Regions from separate parts of the Mus musculus genome. Here all the other regions are linked to region 5. A link is a contact called in public HiCAR-type and promoter capture Hi-C data. All regions are on one chromosome and are shown on one strand. The core of a region is the stretch at or near the end of the contact, and the rest is flanking DNA. Distances in the headings are between cores, read along the strand shown.

What was found. Promoter capture Hi-C pulls out the DNA fragments that hold promoters and counts their contacts. HiCAR-type assays count read pairs that join an accessible place to other places. Capture Hi-C pulls out chosen DNA fragments and counts their contacts.
Region 1: a contact with region 5 is called in a promoter capture Hi-C map of liver, with 2.6 times the contacts expected there. The contact joins the promoter of Ctsa here to the promoter of Ywhab in region 5. A contact is called at or near these places in 1 of 39 promoter capture datasets (liver), 1 of 115 datasets of contacts at active chromatin or transcription factors (astrocytes) and 1 of 9 other capture datasets (liver).
Region 2: a promoter capture Hi-C map of liver shows a contact between it and region 5, with 4 times the contacts expected there. The contact joins the promoter of Snx21 here to the promoter of Ywhab in region 5. A contact is called at or near these places in 7 of 39 promoter capture datasets (the C10 cell line, cranial neural crest, hippocampal neurons and 3 more) and 1 of 115 datasets of contacts at active chromatin or transcription factors (thymic regulatory T cells).
Region 3: a HiCAR-type map of astrocytes shows a contact between it and region 5, with 2.3 times the contacts expected there. The contact joins the promoter of Ube2c here to the promoter of Ywhab in region 5. A contact is called at or near these places in 3 of 39 promoter capture datasets (erythroid cells, hippocampal neurons and neutrophils), 1 of 484 Hi-C or Micro-C datasets (the G1E-ER4 cell line) and 2 of 115 datasets of contacts at active chromatin or transcription factors (astrocytes and large pre-B cells).
Region 4: a contact with region 5 is called in a promoter capture Hi-C map of adipose tissue. The contact joins the promoter of Pcif1 here to the promoter of Ywhab in region 5. A contact is called at or near these places in 2 of 39 promoter capture datasets (liver and pre-B cells) and 1 of 9 other capture datasets (adipose tissue).
Region 6: a promoter capture Hi-C map of pre-B cells shows a contact between it and region 5, with 7 times the contacts expected there. The contact joins the promoter of Acot8 here to the promoter of Ywhab in region 5. A contact is called at or near these places in 3 of 39 promoter capture datasets (liver and pre-B cells).
Region 7: a contact with region 5 is called in a promoter capture Hi-C map of pre-B cells, with 5 times the contacts expected there. The contact joins the promoter of Dnttip1 here to the promoter of Ywhab in region 5. A contact is called at or near these places in 4 of 39 promoter capture datasets (erythroid cells, liver, neutrophils and 1 more) and 1 of 115 datasets of contacts at active chromatin or transcription factors (large pre-B cells).

What each region holds. Positions count from the first base shown.
Region 1 is chr2:164,832,477-164,835,176 of GRCm38.p6, forward strand. It overlaps Ctsa (cathepsin A), which reads left to right and starts at 1,297. Exons shown (of 15, transcript NM_008906.4): 1 at 1,297-1,374; 2 at 1,554-1,732; 3 at 1,844-1,955; 4 at 2,222-2,272; 5 at 2,362-2,448; 6 at 2,680-2,700. The coding sequence starts at 1,321. It overlaps Neurl2 (neuralized E3 ubiquitin protein ligase 2), which reads right to left and starts at 1,120. Exons shown (of 2, transcript NM_001082974.2): 1 at 223-1,120. The coding sequence starts at 964.
Region 2 is chr2:164,784,747-164,787,446 of GRCm38.p6, forward strand. It overlaps Snx21 (sorting nexin family member 21), which reads left to right and starts at 1,275. Exons shown (of 3, transcript NM_133924.3): 1 at 1,275-1,578; 2 at 1,952-2,109. The coding sequence starts at 1,320.
Region 3 is chr2:164,768,577-164,771,276 of GRCm38.p6, forward strand. Ube2c (ubiquitin-conjugating enzyme E2C) reads left to right here and starts at 1,353. Exons shown (of 6, transcript NM_026785.2): 1 at 1,353-1,504; 2 at 1,791-1,818. The coding sequence starts at 1,404.
Region 4 is chr2:164,878,091-164,880,790 of GRCm38.p6, forward strand. It overlaps Pcif1 (PDX1 C-terminal inhibiting factor 1), which reads left to right and starts at 1,278. Exons shown (of 17, transcript NM_146129.3): 1 at 1,278-1,399. It overlaps 4930445K14Rik (a long non-coding RNA gene), which reads right to left. Exons shown (of 2, transcript XR_003953757.1): 2 at 1-1,951.
Region 5 is chr2:163,993,876-163,996,575 of GRCm38.p6, forward strand. Ywhab (tyrosine 3-monooxygenase/tryptophan 5-monooxygenase activation protein, beta polypeptide) reads left to right here and starts at 1,322. Exons shown (of 6, transcript NM_018753.6): 1 at 1,322-1,490.
Region 6 is chr2:164,803,548-164,806,247 of GRCm38.p6, forward strand. Acot8 (acyl-CoA thioesterase 8) reads right to left here and starts at 1,334. Exons shown (of 6, transcript NM_133240.2): 1 at 1,143-1,334. The coding sequence starts at 1,270. It overlaps Zswim3 (zinc finger SWIM-type containing 3), which reads left to right and starts at 1,567. Exons shown (of 2, transcript NM_178375.2): 1 at 1,567-1,884. The coding sequence starts at 1,730.
Region 7 is chr2:164,744,569-164,747,268 of GRCm38.p6, forward strand. It overlaps Dnttip1 (deoxynucleotidyltransferase, terminal, interacting protein 1), which reads left to right and starts at 1,447. Exons shown (of 13, transcript NM_133763.1): 1 at 1,447-1,590; 2 at 2,139-2,209. The coding sequence starts at 1,486. It also overlaps a transcript of Wfdc3 not described here.

The DNA.
Region 1 (2,700 bases), core at 47-2,546, 840 kb after region 5:
ACCAAAAGGAACCTGCAGGGTGTCTCAGTCAACTAGGGGAGATGAATATACCAGGCGGGCCCACAGCCAAGGTGTGATGTGCGTAAAATCACAAGCTGGTGCCCAAGGCAGACCGTGCATCTTCAAAACTAGTTGCAAGGCCTTATTAGCTGGCTGTGGGGTCCTAGCAGGTGTCCGTCCCTACACTGAACCAGAAGGTCACTCCAGGGGTGGGATACCTACAGCCATACTCCAGCTGGACCAGACGCACGCTCTTGGTGGAAGCAAACACATCTACCACAGCGTAGAGGGGCTGAGCAGCTGGCAGCCCCCGGGCGCTAGGGCCCATGTCCTCCCCGTTGATGATGATGTGCATGTCGGCGGTCCCATCCTCACGGGGGCAGAAGAGAACACCCAAGCGGCTTCGGCGCGCTGTAGGAGGCAGCACGTTTTGTTCATAGAGCTGATCTAAGAGGTGGCTATAAAGCCCTGGCCGGCTGCGGCCCACCAGACGGTCCCGGGGAATTCGGAACTGCTCGATGCGCAGATAGGGTTCAACCAGTAGGGCTTGGGGACCACTGGGGACCGCTGCCTCCGCTTCTGGTTGACCTTCCCGGGGCACACGGTTGTGGTGGCGTGTGATAGCGAAGACCCAACTGTGGCCAAGGCTGACCAAGTCAGGCAGTGAAAACTCGGGTACAGCGGCCAGACTGGCGGGATCCAGAGCGGTCAGGCCAAGACGTAAGTGCCCGCACCAGCCCAGCTCTTTTTCCTCAATTTCCACTAGAAATACCTGGCCGGGGGCCAGGGGCTCACGACTGAAGCACACACCGTGGGCGAAACTCTCCACGCGTGTGGCTCGCGTTCCTGAGGGGTCCATGCGGATGTTGGCTCCATGCACTTGGTGGAAGCGGGTGGGAGGGGGCTCTGGGCGCGCAGGGCTCCGTGGGCCACCCAGTCCTACGTGTTCGGAGGGAGCAGCCATCTCCAAGCCGTGCAACAGGGCAGCTCATGCCAAGGGCTATTTTGGGCAGCGGGCTCAGATTGTGACCGCGGGGGCGGGGTGGATGAACCATGTAAGGCATTTCCCCCTTCTCTAACTTCCCCCAGCTCTGCCTGGGGGTCCTAGCGCCGCTTTCTCGCTTGTCACCAGTAAGGGGTCCCCAGGAGCCTGGGGAACCCTTCTGTCAACACCAAGATCACCTGATCTCTGGCACCCTGACTAATAACCTTCAGGGCCACGCACTTTGACCACTCCCGACCCTCAGGCCCACAGATTAAAAAAGTGAACAATGAGCAAACTGTCACGTGATGCAGATGCTCACGTGACCAGAGCTACACATGACTTCCAGTCCAAAGGCGCCTCCTGGAGAGCAAGGACGCAAGGAAGCAGAGGTACGGAGATGCCCAAACTGGTGGGCAGCGAAGGTGGCTCTGTGGCCCGGAGTTGGATCCGAGCGGGGGCTTCTCCCGGAGATGTGCGCCATCGTCTCCCCAGGAACTGCTGCACCGAAGCGCAAGGGATCTGGGGGGACTGGTAAACAAACATCCTCCACCGATGCTTCCTCCTGCAGATGCCCGGAACCGCGCTGTCTCCACTGCTCTTGTTGCTGCTCCTGTCCTGGGCGTCCCGGAACGAAGCAGCTCCGGACCAGGATGAAATCGATTGTCTCCCCGGCCTGGCCAAGCAGCCCTCTTTCCGGCAATACTCCGGCTACCTCAGAGCATCGGACTCCAAGCACTTCCACTACTGGTGCTTGGCTTGGCCCTAAAGTTCCTAGGAGGGCATGATAACTGGACGAGCGAATTCTAACGACCCCAGGCAGGACCTGGACTCACACCAATCCTTTCCTATCCTTCCCAGGTTTGTGGAGTCGCAGAACGACCCAAAGAACAGCCCCGTGGTGCTTTGGCTTAACGGGGGTCCCGGCTGCAGCTCGCTCGATGGGCTGCTTACAGAGCACGGCCCCTTTCTGGTGAGTTGACCACTATCCCCCTCCCCCATGAGAGAGGGCAGGAGACTAGTTAGAGACAGCTCAAGGAAAAGGCAGGAAGGGGAAGGGGAGAAGGAACCTGTGGCCTAAGTTTGCTTTCCTTAACAATTCTGTTTTATGTGGTGGCCCTTGCCCTAACTTTCCGTACCTCTCATGGAGTGTGAGAATACGGAAACGCACTGTGGCTCTTTCTCTCCACCCAGCTGCTAACCGGCACCCTCACAGGCCTCTCTGTCTTTCCTCCCCAGATCCAGCCAGATGGTGTCACCCTGGAGTACAACCCCTATGCTTGGAACCTGGTACTCCTGGAGCTGTGGGTCTCTTAGGGATGTCTGGGTACTTGAAGGGTTGGGGACCCCCTCTTCTGCTCATTCCCTCCTCCCCCTAGATTGCCAACGTGCTGTATATCGAGTCCCCAGCTGGGGTGGGCTTCTCCTACTCGGATGACAAGATGTACGTGACCAATGACACAGAGGTGAGTCTGTTGCCTGACCACCTGCCCCATTCCCCGTTTCCCCAGAGATGGCTTGATTAGGAGGAGAGCATGGCCTCAGAGTCCACTTTGAGCCCTGTCATGTGCTCTGGTAAACTCAACCAGTCCACTTCCTCTTATACAAAATAAAATGGGTTGAACTCATTATCTCTGAAGCGCTTTCTAACTTAAACGTCCTCGGGTCTCCTGACTCTTCCATCTTGGCATCCTCAGGTGGCGGAGAACAATTATGAA
Region 2 (2,700 bases), core at 25-2,524, 790 kb after region 5:
TGAAATACTTACAAGACGCCATGAGTGCTAAAATCTGAGACCCTTCTGTTCAGTAAAGGCCAGGAAGGTCTTTCCGTTCATATCCTCCATCCCTCTCCCACGCCCTAAAAGGGGATAGGAGATACTTAATTTTGATACTGTCTGAGATAATTTTGAGGCAGGGTCTCTATTTAGTTCTGGACCTCAACAGTAAACCAGGCTGTTCTTGAACTCACAATGATCCTCCTACCTTTGCCTCCCGAGAGCCAGGGCTAGGATTAATGGCATGAGCCACAGGAGCACCACACCTGGCCTTTGAGATAACTTGTTTTATTGTCTAACTAGCCAAATCTGCCTGCTAGGTCTGACATGTAAGCCTTGGGACAGGGATCAGCAATCATTTTCCTGACTACTGCTACCCTGCAGTAAAAGATAAACTGCAGTTCTCCAAGAGAGTTATAGAGATTACCCAAGCAACCCCGCACGCGTGGGAAAATAAATCAGTTCAAGAGCTCCCACGCTAGAGATCTCTGACAAACTGGGCAACCTTGAACAAGTAACAGCCTCTCTGGATGTTTTCCTCTTTGACTACTTCCCCCAGGTTAAGTTCAAACGAAACTGGGAAGGGCTAGGTTTCTCACACAGGCACCGGACTGGGGTTTTTACAAGAGCTGAAAATTTAGTATGAGTGAAAATTTAGTATGAGTATTAGTATTCTTGTTTCATATGAGAAAACCTAGGCTGGACGAAACCGGATTTCAAGCTTCACTCAAGGGAGAGCCGAGCTCCCAAATGCCGCGAAATTACACTGTAAAGTTACATGGCACTGTATGGAGATTAGGGGTAAAGCTTGGGGCGGCCTCAGGAGACCAGGAGGGGTGGGCGAGTCCAAGAGGGGGCGCGGCCACCACGATCCGGCTGGGTTTCGGGGGAAGCCTTGGCCCGCCCGGCTGCCCTCCGCGTCCCTCCCGCAGGCAGCGGCTTGGGATTCTAACAGCTCCGGGAGAGGGAGCTGGCGGGGCGGAGGCGGAGCGGCGGCAGGAAGCAGCGAGGCGGCGCCGTGAGCTGCCTGGGCGGAGAGCCTCTTAAATCCGCCAGGCTGCTGCACCAAATCCCGGGAGCCCGCCCCGAACGCACTTGGGACGCGGTGGGTGGAGGCGCGTCCCGGCCTGCGGGAGGAACAGGGCAGAGGCCGGCCTCCCGCACGTCCCCAGCGGCCGCGGCCCGTGGGCGTGGCCTCTTGTGCCACGCCCCTGACACGCCCCCGGGTCCCTCTCCGGGCGGGGGTCCCCTCCCTCTTCAGCCCTGGACCCAGCGTGGCGCGCTCCCCCCTGGGTGCCATGGCCTCGCGGCTCCTACACCGGCTGCGACACGCCCTGGCCAGCGATGGCCCCGGGGAGGCGGCGGCGGGCCCAGAGGCCGAGCAGTTCCCTGAGAGCTCAGAGCTGGAGGACGATGACGCCGAGGGCCTGTCCTCCCGCCTCAGTGGCACCCTCAGCTTCACTAGTGCGGAGGATGACCCTGACGACGAAGACGAGGACGACGAGGCGGGCCTCGACTCGCCGCCCTCAGGAGACGGGGCATCGGGAGAAGACGCAGGCGAGTGCGGGAGGACAGACAGGAACCCCGGGGCTCGGTTAGGCCTCCCCGCTGGACGCGGTCCGAGGGCATCCTGAGTTTTCTCTCTGAAACTATTGACACTATAAGCTCTTCCAGACACGGTTTGGCTGTGTGACCTTGACTCACAACACTATGGGAATCACACCATCTCGGGTTTTTTGTAGATATTAAATGCACAGGACCAGGGAAACAAACGTGTGTGCTAGCTGCTTCGGGTGGAGGTTTAGCATCCACTGTAAGCCAGGCGCTGGGGTGAAGCACATCTCGCTTCTGTGAATGAGGTCATGGCATTTTGTTTACGTTAACTCTGGAGCTAGCCACCCCCATAATGACGGGTCATGTGCTTGTGCAGAACGAAGTCCCCCACCTGATGGACAACGGAGCAGTCAACTCCTGGCCCGCCAGCTGCAGGATTTCTGGAAAAAGTCTCGGAACACCCTAGTTCCACAGAGGCTGCTCTTTGAGGTGACCAGCGCCAATGTTGTCAAAGACCCTCCCTCCAAGTACGTGGTGAGTGAGGTTCCAGGAACCCTTGAGCAGCGAGTCTAGATGTCTAGCTGAGAGAAAGGAAATAGCACAGATTTTGGGGCGGGGGTCGTGGCCATGCAGTTATAAAAGGATGTCCTTATTTTACACCTGGGGGAACTGAGACCAGATGAGAAGATGGGTGTCAACTGAACACGTCCTCAGGCAAATGACTTAGTTTCTCTAAAACTGAGAATGTGGCCTTAGGAGTTGCCTCCTGTCCTAGTCTTGAGGTTACGAGAACTGATGTGTGTTTCTTTCTGTACCCTGTGGGTTTCTGTCAACCGCAGCAGGACACAGTATTGAGACCCAGTGGCATGGGTCAGGATTAAGGAAATGGGCTTTGGATCCAGACCAGTCTTGATTCACATCCCCTGTGTTTACCAGTGGCTTCCCCTTGGGTGGGTTCTGTGGCCTCAGTGGCCCCCAGTTTCCTCTTTTGAGCAATAGGCAATACATGGGATTATAATAGGAGGTAAATGAGGCCAGGCGCAGGGAAACCTTAGCATTGTCTGGCACTGTGATAGATTAAAACTGTAGCTGTATAGTGTCAAATTCCCCAATCTGAAATGCTTG
Region 3 (2,700 bases), core at 103-2,602, 770 kb after region 5:
TTGTTGAGATTAAAGGCGTTGAGCACCATCAGATCCTGTTTTTGTTTCTTTAAGGTACATTCTCATATAGCCCAACCTAACTTAGAGATGACCTTCAACTCCTGCCTGTTACCACCTTCCAAGAAATTATAGGCATGCACCCCCTGAACCCACGTTTACTAATCGGGAGTCTGCTGTCTCACCTGCCTAGGTTGTTTAAGTTCTTTTTTTTTTTTTTTTTTTTTTTAAGATTTATTTATTGGGCTGGTGAGATGGCTCAGTGGGTAAGAGCACCCGACTGCTCTTCCGAAGGTCAGGAGTTCAAATCCCAGCAACCACATGGTGGTTCACAACCATCCGATCACGAGATCTGACTACCTCTTCTGGAGTGTCTGAAGATAGCGACAGTGTACTTACATATAATAAATAAATAAATAAAATCTTAAAAAAAAAAAAAAAGATTTATTTATTATATGTAAGTACGCTGTCTTCAGACACTCCAGAAGAGGGAGTCAGATCGCGTTAAGGATAGTTGTGAGCTACCATGTGGTTGCTGGGATTTGAACTCAGGATCTTTGGAAGAGCAATCAGTGCTCTTAACCGCTGAGCCATCTCTCCAGGCCCCCCCCCCTTTTTTTTTTTTTTTTTTTTTTGGTTTTTGGTTTTCGAGACAGGGTTTCTCTGTATAGCCCTGGCTGTCCTGGAACTCACTTTGTAGACCAGGCTGGCCTCGAACTCAGAAATCCGCCTGCCTCTGCCTCCCAGTGCTGGGATTAAAGGCGTGCGCCACCACGCCCGGCTTAAGTTCTTGGGAACCCAAAGTAACTAACATTTTAATAGGGTGAGGAGAAAAATGCTTCCTATTCCAGAAGATGTGCCCCCTGCTGGGCGTGTCCCTGGACGGACCAGCGAATTTGGACGGAAGTCCAACCACCGCCCGGTGTGTGAGCACTCGTTCGTGAAATCTCAACACTTGGCAGTGAAAGCAGGAGGGATCAAGAAGTCAAATTCATACCTGGCTGCACAGCCAAATCACAGGCCAGCGACAGGAGTCGGGGTTCCAAAGAGACCCGGCGGGGGAGGGGCGGCGAATACACGTGGACCGGTCCTTGGACCCTTTAATGGTCGGCGTCGTCCAAAGGCCACCAATCCGCCACCGATTCGTTAGTTAATGGCAGCTTTCTTCACCAATTGGCTAGCTGAGGCACGCCCCGCCGTCCAATCGTGGCGCGTTACTGGGGAGGACCTAGCAGTTGCGCAGGGGCAGAGCATTCCGGGGCGTCCCATTGGCTGGATCAAACCTAAGCGAGCCTTTGATTGGCTAGCGCAGCGGGAGGGTTGCAATTCAAACGCGGGCGGCGGCCCGCAGCCCCGCAGTTGCCCTTTCCTCTCCACACTCCTGTCTCGGTGCCAGTACCTCTGGGATGGCCTCACAAAACCGCGACCCAGCTGCTGCCAGCGTTGCCGCGGTTCGAAAAGGAGCCGAGCCCTGCGGGGGCGCCGCCCGAGGCCCTGTGGGCAAGCGGTGAGTGGTGCGGAGGTCACCCCGGGGCTTTGGGACAAATGAGGGGGTACCAGGAACGCAGGAAATGGAAGGCTGATGGCGCTGCCAGGCAGCTCTCATAGGTTGCCCTGCGAGCGCTGGGGTTAACATGGGGTCGAAGGCTCACCTGGGTCCTCTAATTGAGTGCCAGAGCTGAACCTGCCTTTGAAGAAGGGGTAAGGCCTCCACGACAGGATAGTCGTGTGGGAAGTGATATATTTCCTCGACAGTATCCATTGCCCCGAGTAACCCCGACTTCTCCTTGCAGGCTACAGCAGGAACTGATGATCCTCATGGTAAGTGTGTTCTAAGATCAATTGACCTACCTTCCCATCCCCCACCCCGTTATCCGTAACTTCCTTTACTACTTCAGGCCACCTGCTAGTATGGGTGCAATGTACTCACTTATGGAAGCCCTTTGAACGCCCACCGTCACGAGCTCCGCAGCTGTCGGGCTTATCTGGGCTCATCGATGCTTACCTTTTCAGGCCCCAGCTCTAACCTTGCCCAGCCCCACCCTTCTTGGAATTGCTGGTCCCATCACCTTCGAATTCTCTCCTCTGGTCGTCCTTTGCTACATTACCCCTAAATAGCAATCTGCATGTTTTAGTGACACTTAAATTCCTGGTGAAAACCAGATTTTGGAGGGAAACTTTGGAAGCACGGGAGGTGCCTCCTGTTGCCTCCTAGCCTGGCGATCAGCCTGAGAGTTGGCTCTAACTGCTTTATTCAGAGGCAGAGTATGCTGCGGGCAGTGCAGGCTCTCACCCAGTGATTGACCCGGTCAATCAACAGGTTCAGTCAACAGGGTCTGCAAGAGAGAGAGTGGAGATGGAGGGGCAAGAGATGCAAAGAATGGGGACAAGACAGTTTCAAGTCTCATTTATTGGAAGGCAACTATAGGTGTATAAGCACAGGCTGGGGAGTGCAGCTGGAGACACTTAGCCAGTCCAGGATGTGTTTGGGAAAAACAGGATGATATTAGAGTGTGTTCAGCTGTGGTGAGCTTCTTGCAAAAGCAGCATTGTCTCTCGTCAGGGTGGAAAAGTACCAACCTGTAAGTAAATAGCCTGAGATGGCTGCAGAGATGATAGCCGCTTTCTGCTAAGAGTGGGCTCCCAACAAGTGACCCCTTTGGCTGTGCCTGAAAGTGTACACTGGAACCCAGCAGTTGAGTG
Region 4 (2,700 bases), core at 28-2,527, 880 kb after region 5:
CTTCCCGAGACAGGGTTTCTCTGTGTAGCCCTGGCTGTCCTGGAACTCACTCTGTAGTCCAGGCTGGCCTCGAACTCAGAAATCTGCCTGCCTCTGCCTCCCAAGTTAAACTTTCCTTTTTAAAGCAAGTATCTTGTAGCCCTGCTGACCTCTCAAACTAGTGACCCTTTATCAGTCTCCCAAGATTCGAGATGCATGATGGTGTATGCTTTTAATTTCAGCACCCAGCAGGCAGACAGACTGCTGAGTTCCTGGTCTGCCAGGGTTATATAGCAGAACTATCAAAAAACCAAAAGAACAAAAAAATCCCTAAGATGGACACACCTGGGGTCGATGGTCAGGTGTCTGTGGGCAGACTAGACAAGATCCTCCTCCAACTCTTACTAGTTTATATTGTTGACCATTTTTCCTGACCTCCCAACATTCCAGCTCCAAGTTACTGGGCAGCCAGCGCCGACAGCGTCATAGACCTGAGAGGCTGACCAGCTGGGCCATCTGCTACGCTAGTCCAGCAGCAGGTGGCAAACTTGTCCTCCTTTCAAGTTACCTTAACTGGGCAACAGCTTCCTTAGGAGGCCACAAGTGGGTGGAGCTAGGAGCCTAATTCCGGAAGGGAGCCCGACGATGGCCCCTTGCAGAAGCGTCTCCCACTAAGCTGTGTGCAGCCTTCACAACTTTACAACTGCCCAAAGCCACATCTACCCTATTTGCACTCCTCCAAAAGCTACGACTATTCAAGAGCAATTTGTGAGCAGGTTGCTAACGCGCAAAGGTTCGATTTGCACGTCTTCGTCACCTGGCCTCTAGGCAGAGAGAGTTAACATTCCAGGACCCTTAGAGGGCAGAGGCCCCGAGAGGACACCAGCTGGAAGCGGCAGAGCACTGTGCAGGCCAGGACCCAACGTGCAGGGCCTACGTCACCGCTCCGCCTATGTCGGCAACTGAGCCAGAGCCCCCAGAAGACTCTAGACCAGCTTCGTGCCCCCTAAAGTGTCCTAGATCTTCAGCCCCTGCGAATGCGTTCGGCAGGGAAACTGAGGCAGGGGTGTGCGATAGATTCCTTCCTTCCCACCTACGTTTCAAGAATAGCAACGCTGTTTTTCCCCATCCTCAGGACCACAAGGGACCACCCAGATCAACCGGAAAATGGGGAGTTGGGGGCGGGGGGTGGGGGCGAAAGCCATCAAGGTCTGGGGAGCCAGTCAACGTTGCCACACTCAAGATGGCGGCGCGGCCGTGGCGAGGTCCTTCAGAGGCGGTACCGACGCATGCGCAGCGCGGAGTCCCGGCCCGGGACACAAGATGGCGGCAGCGGCGCTGGGGAGGGCGAGGCGGAGGCGGCAAAACGGGCGGTCGAGCAGAACGTGTGGCCGCATCCCCTCGAGTCCGCTTCGGGCAGGTAAGAGCCCCAGGAAGCCACGGTCCCGCTGCGTGCCGCGCCTGGGTCCGGGAGTCCGAAGCAGGACGGCGGAGGCCCCTCCGGCGCTTCCCGCTCGGGGCTGCCGCTCGCCCGGTCTCTTTCGTCGCCGCCATCTTAGAGCCGCGGGTGGGCAGCAGGACTGCCGGCTGGGGTGAGTGCAGTGGGCCCGGAGAGCCCGGGCGGAGCGGCCTCTAGGGTCCCTTCGCTGCTGCCGCTGCCGCCGTCGCCACCGCCTTTGTGTCGGGCTCCGACTCAGAGTCGCCTCAGCCCGGGGGCGGGAGCGCGCGGCAGGGCGGGGGGCGGAGCCCGGGCGAAGGGCCGGCGCGCGCGCGCCAGACTTCCCGCCCCCGCTGGGCTTGCGGGAGGGGCAGGCGGGAGCGCGCTGGGAGCGGGGTGGGGGAGGGTTCCCGTCTGTGCGCCTGCGTGGCTCCGCCCACCAGAGCCGGGGCGTTATGATTGGTACTCTGGTATGTGATCCCGCCCATGTTCCTCCAATCCCGGAATCGGATGCATTTTCTAGTCCGAGTTCCGCTGCTTGCGCAGATACAGTTGTTTGTCTCTAGACTACGCTGCGCTTCTCCGACTTTGGTATGCGTGGGGGTCCGGAAGGCACAGGCTAAGTGAAAACAGTCACTTAATGGGAGCAGCAGCGAGAGTCCACAGAACGCTAGACTACGGTGCAGGGGTCAGATGGTTCTGACGTAGGTGTCAGGACGGCAGCACGGCCTTGAACTTGGGTCTGGCCAACTTCAGAGCTGGCGTTTTGGCCAGAGACCTGCTGCACCTATCTACGCGAGTTTATCTTATTTTTAAAAGACAGGGTCTCTGTGTAGCCCTGGCTATCCTGTAACTCACTATGTGGAACAGGCTGCCCTCGAATTCACAGAAACCCTGTGTCTTTAGTGCTGGGATTAAAGTCGTCTGTCACTACACCTGGCTCTAATGTGTGTGTATGTGGTACTGGGGATATAACCCTAGGTTTCACATATGCCGGGCAGTCAGTGTACTAAGTAGCTTTATTACCAGCACTTAACAAGTTCCAAGTTAACATTTTCAAGCTGTGTAAAGTGCAAAAGTGTGTCATCTTGTCTCCCAGTCCCATCTGGGGTGCGTTTAAAAATAAAATCTTGTCGAGGGTGAAGGCACAGATCTGAAATTCTAGCACTTAAGAGATGGATGGATGACCAAGGCAGGATAGGATGACTAAGGGCGATAATCTTTAACACTCCGATTCCGGCAGGATCATTAGGAGTTTTACGCCAGTTTCAGCTGTGTGAGAC
Region 5 (2,700 bases), core at 72-2,571:
TCCTGCCCTGTTTGAGTTCTTGTCCTGACTTCTTTGGTAATGAATAATTTGGCCGTGTAAGTCAAATAAACCCTTTCCTCCCCAGCATCACAGCAATAGAAACCCTAGCTAAGACAGCAGCTAACTCAAAGTGTTTATTCATTCTGGAACAGTACATTGGGAGGATGGGGAGTTATATAAATGAACTGGGGTGCTGATAATGGGTAAGGACAGAGCTCTGATTGTCTCGCCCAGGGAACTATTAAGTCGGAGCCATCAGCGATGGGTTTCAAAGCAGCGGACACAGAATGACATTGAAAAGATCATTTGGTACTTGATGGGGGCAGGGCTGGAGAGTCAAGCGGTGAATTTGAAGTCTGTCATTAAGCTAAGTGAGGGTAAAAGGAGAAATGACAAAGGCCTATTACTTTGTTCTTTCTCTAAAAACTGTAAGCTTCAAGACGCAAGTCTTGCTGTACTCCCCAGCACTCTGAAAATTGCCACACGGAATTTGTGGGAAATGAACGAAGGCGTGGTGGTGGAGGTATTTTGAAGGGCTAGACTTAAGGGTCAACAGGCTTGAGTGAAGTAGTAATAAAATTTAGGTAACACTGAAAGCCGTTTGGGGATCCCAGGGTTCTGTCTCTGACGATTTCCCTTTGAAGGATACTTGGGGACCAGGGAATCTCAACGAAGAACTGATGTACACTGGTTTTTTTGTTTTGTTTTTCTGTTTTTATTAAGACCTTGGAAATGTTCTGTTCCTGGTACTTCATGAAGCGTCCTTGGTCTAGGAAAAGAACAGTAAGTACCTTTTAGGACTGAAAGGTGAACTAACTGAAAATGGAGGGCTGTCTGTTCTCCTTTAGTTACAAGCATTCCCTTAACGCACAGCTAAAAGCACTGCTAGGCTCTCCGACCCCGTGAGAATTATTTTCAGGGTTGGGTAGGAACAGACGATCCTAGGCTCAACCAAGACCGCTCCAAGCTTCCGAACCCTGCCCTCCCGGAGCCCGCCCTGTTCTCACACATCCCAGCCCTGGGGCGGCCACCTCGGCCCCGCCCTCTCTTCTTCCTCCTTTTCCTGCTCCCCCGCCCCACTTCCTTTCCCTGCGTCCGCCCCCTCCTCGCTCCCACCCAGGCTCTGCGTCCTCCCACGACCGCTCCCTCTTGGTCCTCCCTGACATCCCCTCCTCCTGGCTATCACCGCCCTTTTCAGGAGGACGGAGCAACCCCGTGCCTCATTCACCCAATGAGGAATCGACTCAGGGTGGGGCGGGACTTGGGCTAGAGCGGAAGTGGTGGCCAGAGCGGAAGTGCAGCTGCCGCCGCCGCCACCGCCGCCGCCGATTCCGGAGCCGGGTAGCCGCCGCCGCCACCGCCGCCACTGCCCCTACGGTCGCTGCCACCGCCGCTGCCGCCAGCCCCGCCTGAGGAGTGAGCCCGGGAAGGACGCAGTCGCTGCCCTCTGATCTTCCCGGAAGCGCCTTTGCTCCCTCCAGTCCTCCGCGGTGAGTGCGGCGTGGCTCCCAGGGGCCCCAGCCCAAAGCCCCTTGTCGGGCTGCGGCCAGGCTCACTGTCGCCGCCAGGCTTACTGCCGCCCCTCCCCGCTTCCGGCCAGGCCTGCGCCTCCGCGGGAAGCCCGGGCTTCTCTCTCGGCGCGCCGTACGGGGTGCGGCCAGGCCTGCGCGGCTGGGGACCGCTGGGCCGCAGGCTCCCCCCCTCCGGCACCATCTCTGCTCGGCGCCGCCCCTGCCTGCTCCCTTCGGGCCCCGAGCCATCCTTCTGGGCCTGTCAACCTCTCTCATTCTTTGTGGCTTTCAAAAATTGAAATGTTAGTCGAAGGCGGGCGAGTTCCCGAGCCGCGACGCCCCTGCCGCACTCCCCTGGATGAGTAAGGGTTTAACCTTGGCGACAGCTGGGGCGAATCCCTCTCCCACTTTGCAGTAAAGCTGTTTCATCATCGCTGGTGTGGGAAACCCAGCTGGACCCGAGATTCCCTGACAGCAGGGTTGAGGTTTGAATTAAGAAATGGATTTATCTGAACCTTTCACTGACTCAAACCGGATTCCCAATGGGGTGGGGGAAGATCAGGCTGAGAATTGAGTCTTTTCTCTTGATATTTGTCGTCTTTTACTGCCAGAATCTCGTGTGTCCATGCCCCAAATTCATCCATACACTTTTTTGTGGCATATATATATATATATGTGTGTGTGTGTGTGTGTGTGTATATGTTATATATTGTTTGAAATTTGTCTAGTAACCTCAGTGTTTGAGGAAGGAGTAGGCAAGATGTGGACCCTTTTTTGCAAGATGAGCGCATCTGGGTCTGTTGCAAATGGAGAACATGCGTGCATCGAGGATTCCAAAGGTGGCAGCGTTGGTGAGAATTTGCCAACCTCTGTAAAAATGCATGGCTCATGTCCTTGCCTTCAGTACATTTTCTCTGGTGAGACTAGATAGCACTGGACTCTTGATTTTACTTGCCTGGTGTGGGAGGTGGAATCTGGCAAGATGTTACAAATCTCTAAAATCCCGGGAGCCGGTGCAGAAAGGTGTAGCGCTTAAGAGAATATGAAAATTACATTTCTCACTGTATCTCAGGTGTTCCTGTGAAACCATACAGACACACAGTTTATGGGACTGAACACGTGCTTACTCAGCATCTCACATCTAGCTGCTGGAAATTTATACGAATATTACTGGGATCTTGGTGGATTT
Region 6 (2,700 bases), core at 84-2,583, 810 kb after region 5:
ACTCCTTAACCATGACAAGGCAGCTCTTCCAGGAACTAGTTTCAGAGCTAAAAGGACTTCAAGACTTCCCATATAACTCCCTTAAAAAAAAAAAAAAAAAAAAAAAAAAAAAAACAGTCTGAGGTTGTGAAACTGAATGCAGATTAATCTAGCCGAAATCAGAGGCGCTGCCGGCTACCTGCAGATTAATCTAGGTGAAAGGGCTTGCCCAGTGCTGGAGCCTGAACCCTGAGTCCTAGCACTCAACCCTGAGATTGTCAGTTTTTTCTTTACAGAACAATTTGAAAAGCGCTCCTGGCCCAAGACAGTAATTACCTAGCTGGAAGAACGATAGCTTCTGATAAAGTCGTAAGGGCTGCATGGGTCAGAACTGTCACTGAACAGGCATGGTGGTACACACCTTTGAGCCCAGGATTTGGGAGGCAGAGATACACTGGCCTCTGTGAGCTCAAGGCCAGCCAGGTCTACACAGAGTTCCAGGTTAGCCAGGGAGGGCTATACAGAAAGCCTGTCTCAAAACAAAACAAGACAACCAGCTAGACCTGGTGGTGAACTCCTGCCAGCGCTTAAGAGACAAATGAAGGTGGATCCCTGTGGGTTCCAAGCCAACTTGCTGTGTATATATATATACTCTCTCTCTCATTCTCTCCCTCTCCATTCATATATATATAGTGAATTCCAGGTCATCCAGGACTATATTTAGTGACATCTTGTCTCTAAACAAAACAAAAAAATTGTTACAAACCCACTTCAGTGAAAGATAAGTAATGACTTACCAGACATTAAGGGATGGCTTGAACAAACGAACACACACGCACACTCAGTCTACCAGATTAAGCTGCCTTGTGGGGTAGCGGAGTCTCTGTCCCCTCTCTCCCTCTCTCCCTCTCTCCCTCTCTCCCTCTCTCTCTCTCTCTCTCTCTCACACACACACACACACACACACACACCTTCCCCCCCCACCCCCCAGATCGCCTCCTGAAGAGGAAGCAAGGATGGATGCCAGGGACATGCCTTCTAACTGCAGCAGAGCTTGCATCCAACTCTTAACCCCAGAACTGAGGTTCACAGGGAGATGGCAGTAATCGCGACTCTATACTGAAAGAGGGGTGCGAGCCTAGTTCAGAGGCGCTACCGGCTACCTGTAGAGATCTTCATCTAGCGGCTCGAGGTTGAGCACGCTCGTGACCAGCACACTACGGAGGTCCCCGGAAAGGTCGCCGCGGTCGGCGTCGCCATGAGCATCTCCCAGACCCTCTGGCGCTGACATTTTCACTGCTGGCTGCGGTTGAGAGAAACGCGGAAACTTATATAGGCTCCCAGCGCTTCCGGAAGGTCGCTCCAGGGGCCGGAAATCCCAAGGGCTCCGGGGAGCGAGACGCAGATTGTGATTGGTCGATGTGCTTGTCAATTTCAGAGTGGGCGCGGCTAGCTCTATCTTAAGATTGGAGGATATTTGTGTCAGTTTTGGACATCCGCGTGTGATTGGGTGAATCAGCGAGGGGGCGGAGCCTTGGAGATGAATAATAAGGGATGAGCGTCTTTCCTCTTCTGTCACTGAGCAAAGTCGCCCCTAGGTTGCTGTTACCGGTCTCCTCCTGTTCTGGGCTCCTCCCAAGCGCCCTGTAAGCCACTCACTCGGGACCGCAGCTGGGCCCGTGCCAGCCGTTACCCAGTGACCTCTGACCCCTGCCGTGGTTCTAGGTTCTAGGAGGGCCAGTCCCCGGCCATGGAGCTAGGCAGCTGCTTTAAGACCTACGAGGACTTCAAGGAGTGTTTCAGCGCCTACAAAAAGGAGACCAGGTGCTCCTTCATTGTCAGGGACTGCATCTCCGTCCGCTTCCATAACCTCAACAACGGCACCTCTTTCCGCGAGGATATCCTGTAAGGGCGGGGCAGGAGGGTGGGGAGGAGGGCTGCCTGGAGGAGGAGGGCGTGCATGGAGGAGCCACGTTCCCCGTGCCTGCGGAAAAACGAGGGAAACCTCACCGGCGTGGCCTTTGCTACCCGCCGCGCTTGCTCCCACTCCTTCATTCACGAGCTTTCCTGGGAATTCGCAGTAACTGCATCTTGTTGTTTTTCCGTTTTATTTGTTTGTTGAGAGAATCTATCTCAAGCGCAAGGCTGGTTGAGGAGTGAATTGAAACGCCTTAGTAATAATTTCCTCCATTAGCCTCCTCTTTACAAAGCAGTAATGGTGCTCATTGGTTGGTTGGTTGGTTCTTTTCGGTGATTGATTTTGTAAATGATTCTTGAGCTCCAGATACAGCCGTTTTCAAACACCTTCCTTATCCAAGGTGGTGCTCCCTGAGTGCCTTTCTTACTCTGCAGGGCTGTGTGTCAGAATTATTGGTGGTAGCTCCCTGACTCATTTGACTTTAGGGGCTAAAAGCTGATGAAAACGCCAGGGCTTTTAGGGTTCAGGTGAAACAGCCTACTATAAATTTAGCTTTTAGTTTTTCTTTGAAAGAAAGAATAAGGGTGCAGGTTTAGAAGCCCAATGCGAAAAGGTTGAGGCCGGCGGGTCATGAGTTTGAGACAAATCAGTTTGGTTTAAAAAAAAAAATACAGGGAAAGGGGGTTGGTGGTGGAAGCCTTTAATCCCAGCACTCAGGAGGCAGAGGCAGGCAGATCTCTGTGAGTTCGACGCCAGTCTGGTCTACAGAGCAGCTTCCAGGACAGTCAGGGCTACACAGAGAA
Region 7 (2,700 bases), core at 197-2,696, 750 kb after region 5:
CCAGGGTTCAGTTCCCAGCACCCACAGGGAAATTTACAATTATCCATAACTTTATTTCCAAAGGATCCAATACCCTATTCTGACCTCTGCGGATACCAGGTACATAAATGATGTACATACATACATGCATACCAGCAAAACACTCATACACATAAGTAAACCTAAAAAAATAAAAGTGGACGTTGGAACATGGAACAAAACTGGCATTGTTGATTATCTAATATGTGTTTTATATGCAGTATTTTAATACATACAATAATATTTCAGAGGAAAAAGTCCTTAAGTGACGGTTGCTGGAAATTACTATTATATTAGAATAATTTAAGGAGTTACTTATACCAAAGTTTTAAGTGCTTTGCATAAAATAATCCAGCCCTAGTATCAACCATATGACGACTCTGGGGTCAATTTCCAACACGACATAAACCAAACGTGGACTGTGGCATGCCTGTGAACCGGCATTGTGGAGGTGGAGGCAGATCCTTAGTTACATGGTCCAGGCTGGAATACTTGAAACTGTGGACGAATGACCGTGCAATTAGTATGCAGGAGAATAGCGGTAAGCGATCCAGTCCCACAGCCAATGTTCTTAGCCTTTGGCTTTGAGACAGCTCTACACCACAGCTACTTCCTTCCTCGGTGTTGGGGTTATGTTATCACACCAGGCCCTATCCAACGTTAACGATCATATCACATCAGGTTGGAATCTAGATCTTTCCTAACACAAAATTCATATACGTTACACTACCTGCTTCTTGTGACCCGAGAAGAGTTATTTTATCACCCGTAACTGAATCCGAATTCTTTCACAGACAGCTTACCTCTCTGAGGTAGTGCTAAGAGGAGCTCTGGAGAACGCCACAGTTGTTAAACCTTTCATCCCCTACCTATCCCAGAATCAACCATCTAGGGGAGAGAAGGCCAGCTCTCTGCAACAGGACTAGTTCACAAGCCAAAACCCAACTTTCATTCTGATGCCTTTCGACACAAGCGGCAGCCCGCAAAGGCTAGTAGTATGGTGTTTAGGTGTTTGGGTATTTAGGGTGGCACCAACAACCCCTTCTTTTGTTGGCTTTCCCGGTTCCTGAGTCAGACTACTCCAATTCGGGGGAGGCTGTGCTAAGATTTCAGATGTTCCTGCGGTTTTCAAAGATTGAACTTCGGGCTGCCCTCATCCGAAGCCCCGTGCTCCCCCGCTGAAGTGTATGCTCTGCTGCCCTCACACCGCCCTCGTCCCTTGACTGAATGGCCCCCGAACACCCACACTCGGTCCCCAGCCGTTGTCTCCCAGGGGTCTGGAAGCCTCAACGTCGTCCCCGACACCAAAGACGAGGTGGCTCCTAGGCGGCAGTTCGGTTCCCATAGCAACCCCACGGCGCACGCGCGTCGCGCTTCCGGCCGGGTGGCTCGGGCGCTCCCGTGACGTCACGGCGCCGCTTTCCGGTGGCTGAGTCGAGCTGAGGTTGTTGTGGGCCGGGGGGCGCCATGGGGGCGACTGGCGACACCGAGCAGCCGCGGGGCCCCGGCGGGGCGGAGCGAGGTGGCCTGGAGCTGGGCGACGCGGGCGCGGCGGGCCAGCCGGTTCTCACGGTGAGGGCGCCCGGGCGAGGCCGGGGCTCGGGCCGGGCAGGGCCTCGGGCTCCCGGGCCCCGGGCCCGCGGGCGAAAGAACGCGGCGGCCGTGCGGCCCTGGGAATGTCGTTTTCTCAGTGCCGCTACAAGCTGGATTCAGATTGTAGCTAGGTGACGTGGGCCTGATGTGACACCCTCTGAGCGCCAGGTTTCTCTTCTGTGAAATGAACAGCAATAACCCGAGCTTGCTGGAGTTGTGGTGGGATGGGCTGATAAAGGCGGGTAGAACGCCCTGACTCGTCACCCGCCTCATAGTAGACCCTAGGTAAACACTGCTGCCCTTCCTCTTGCTCTTCCAGAAAAAGCGAGCTTTGGACATTGGTGACAGAAAACATTTTCCCAGTTCCTCCACCCTGACAGGGTCTTCCAGCCACTGAATTAATTCCCCTTCACCCCAAGGTGGGAGAAGTGAGAAGCAGGAACGTCTAGGTTTAGCGCCATACTCACTTTCTCCTCATCCTCACTATGAGAAGCCTCGGTGACATTTGCCCACTTGGTCCCCAACAGAACCCTTGGAACATAATGATAAAACATCGGCAGGTGCAGCGAAGGGGCCGCCGATCTCAGATGACCACAAGGTAAGGCTCGACCTGGGTGAGACCTGAGATCCAGTTGTGTGGACTGCAGTGAGTGCTTTGGGAACCCCACTGTAGGAGTCTGAGATCAACAGCCCGTAAAGAGCACAGGAGTGGGGAGGCTGTAACTTCCTGTCACCTTGTCAGGTCCACATCCTAACCAAGCAGGGAAGGAATGAACGTCTAGTCTGTCTCCGTGATTGAAGTCTGTAAGTCAGAGGATGTGAATTCAAGATTACAGACATCTGTTCTAATGCAGACTGAGATGTTTGTTAACACAAGCCTTTAGCTTTTCTTAGACTCTGTTTTCTCAGCTTTGACATGGGGCATCCAGCCTGGGGAAGGGATGGGCCTTGGGAATTCTTCTTGTATTTTTGACCTGGGATAGTGATAATCATTTATTAATTACAATACTTGGCAGAGGCAGGCAGACCTCTGTGAGTTTAAGGCCAGCCTGATCTATGTAGTGAGTTCCAAGACAACCAGACTACATA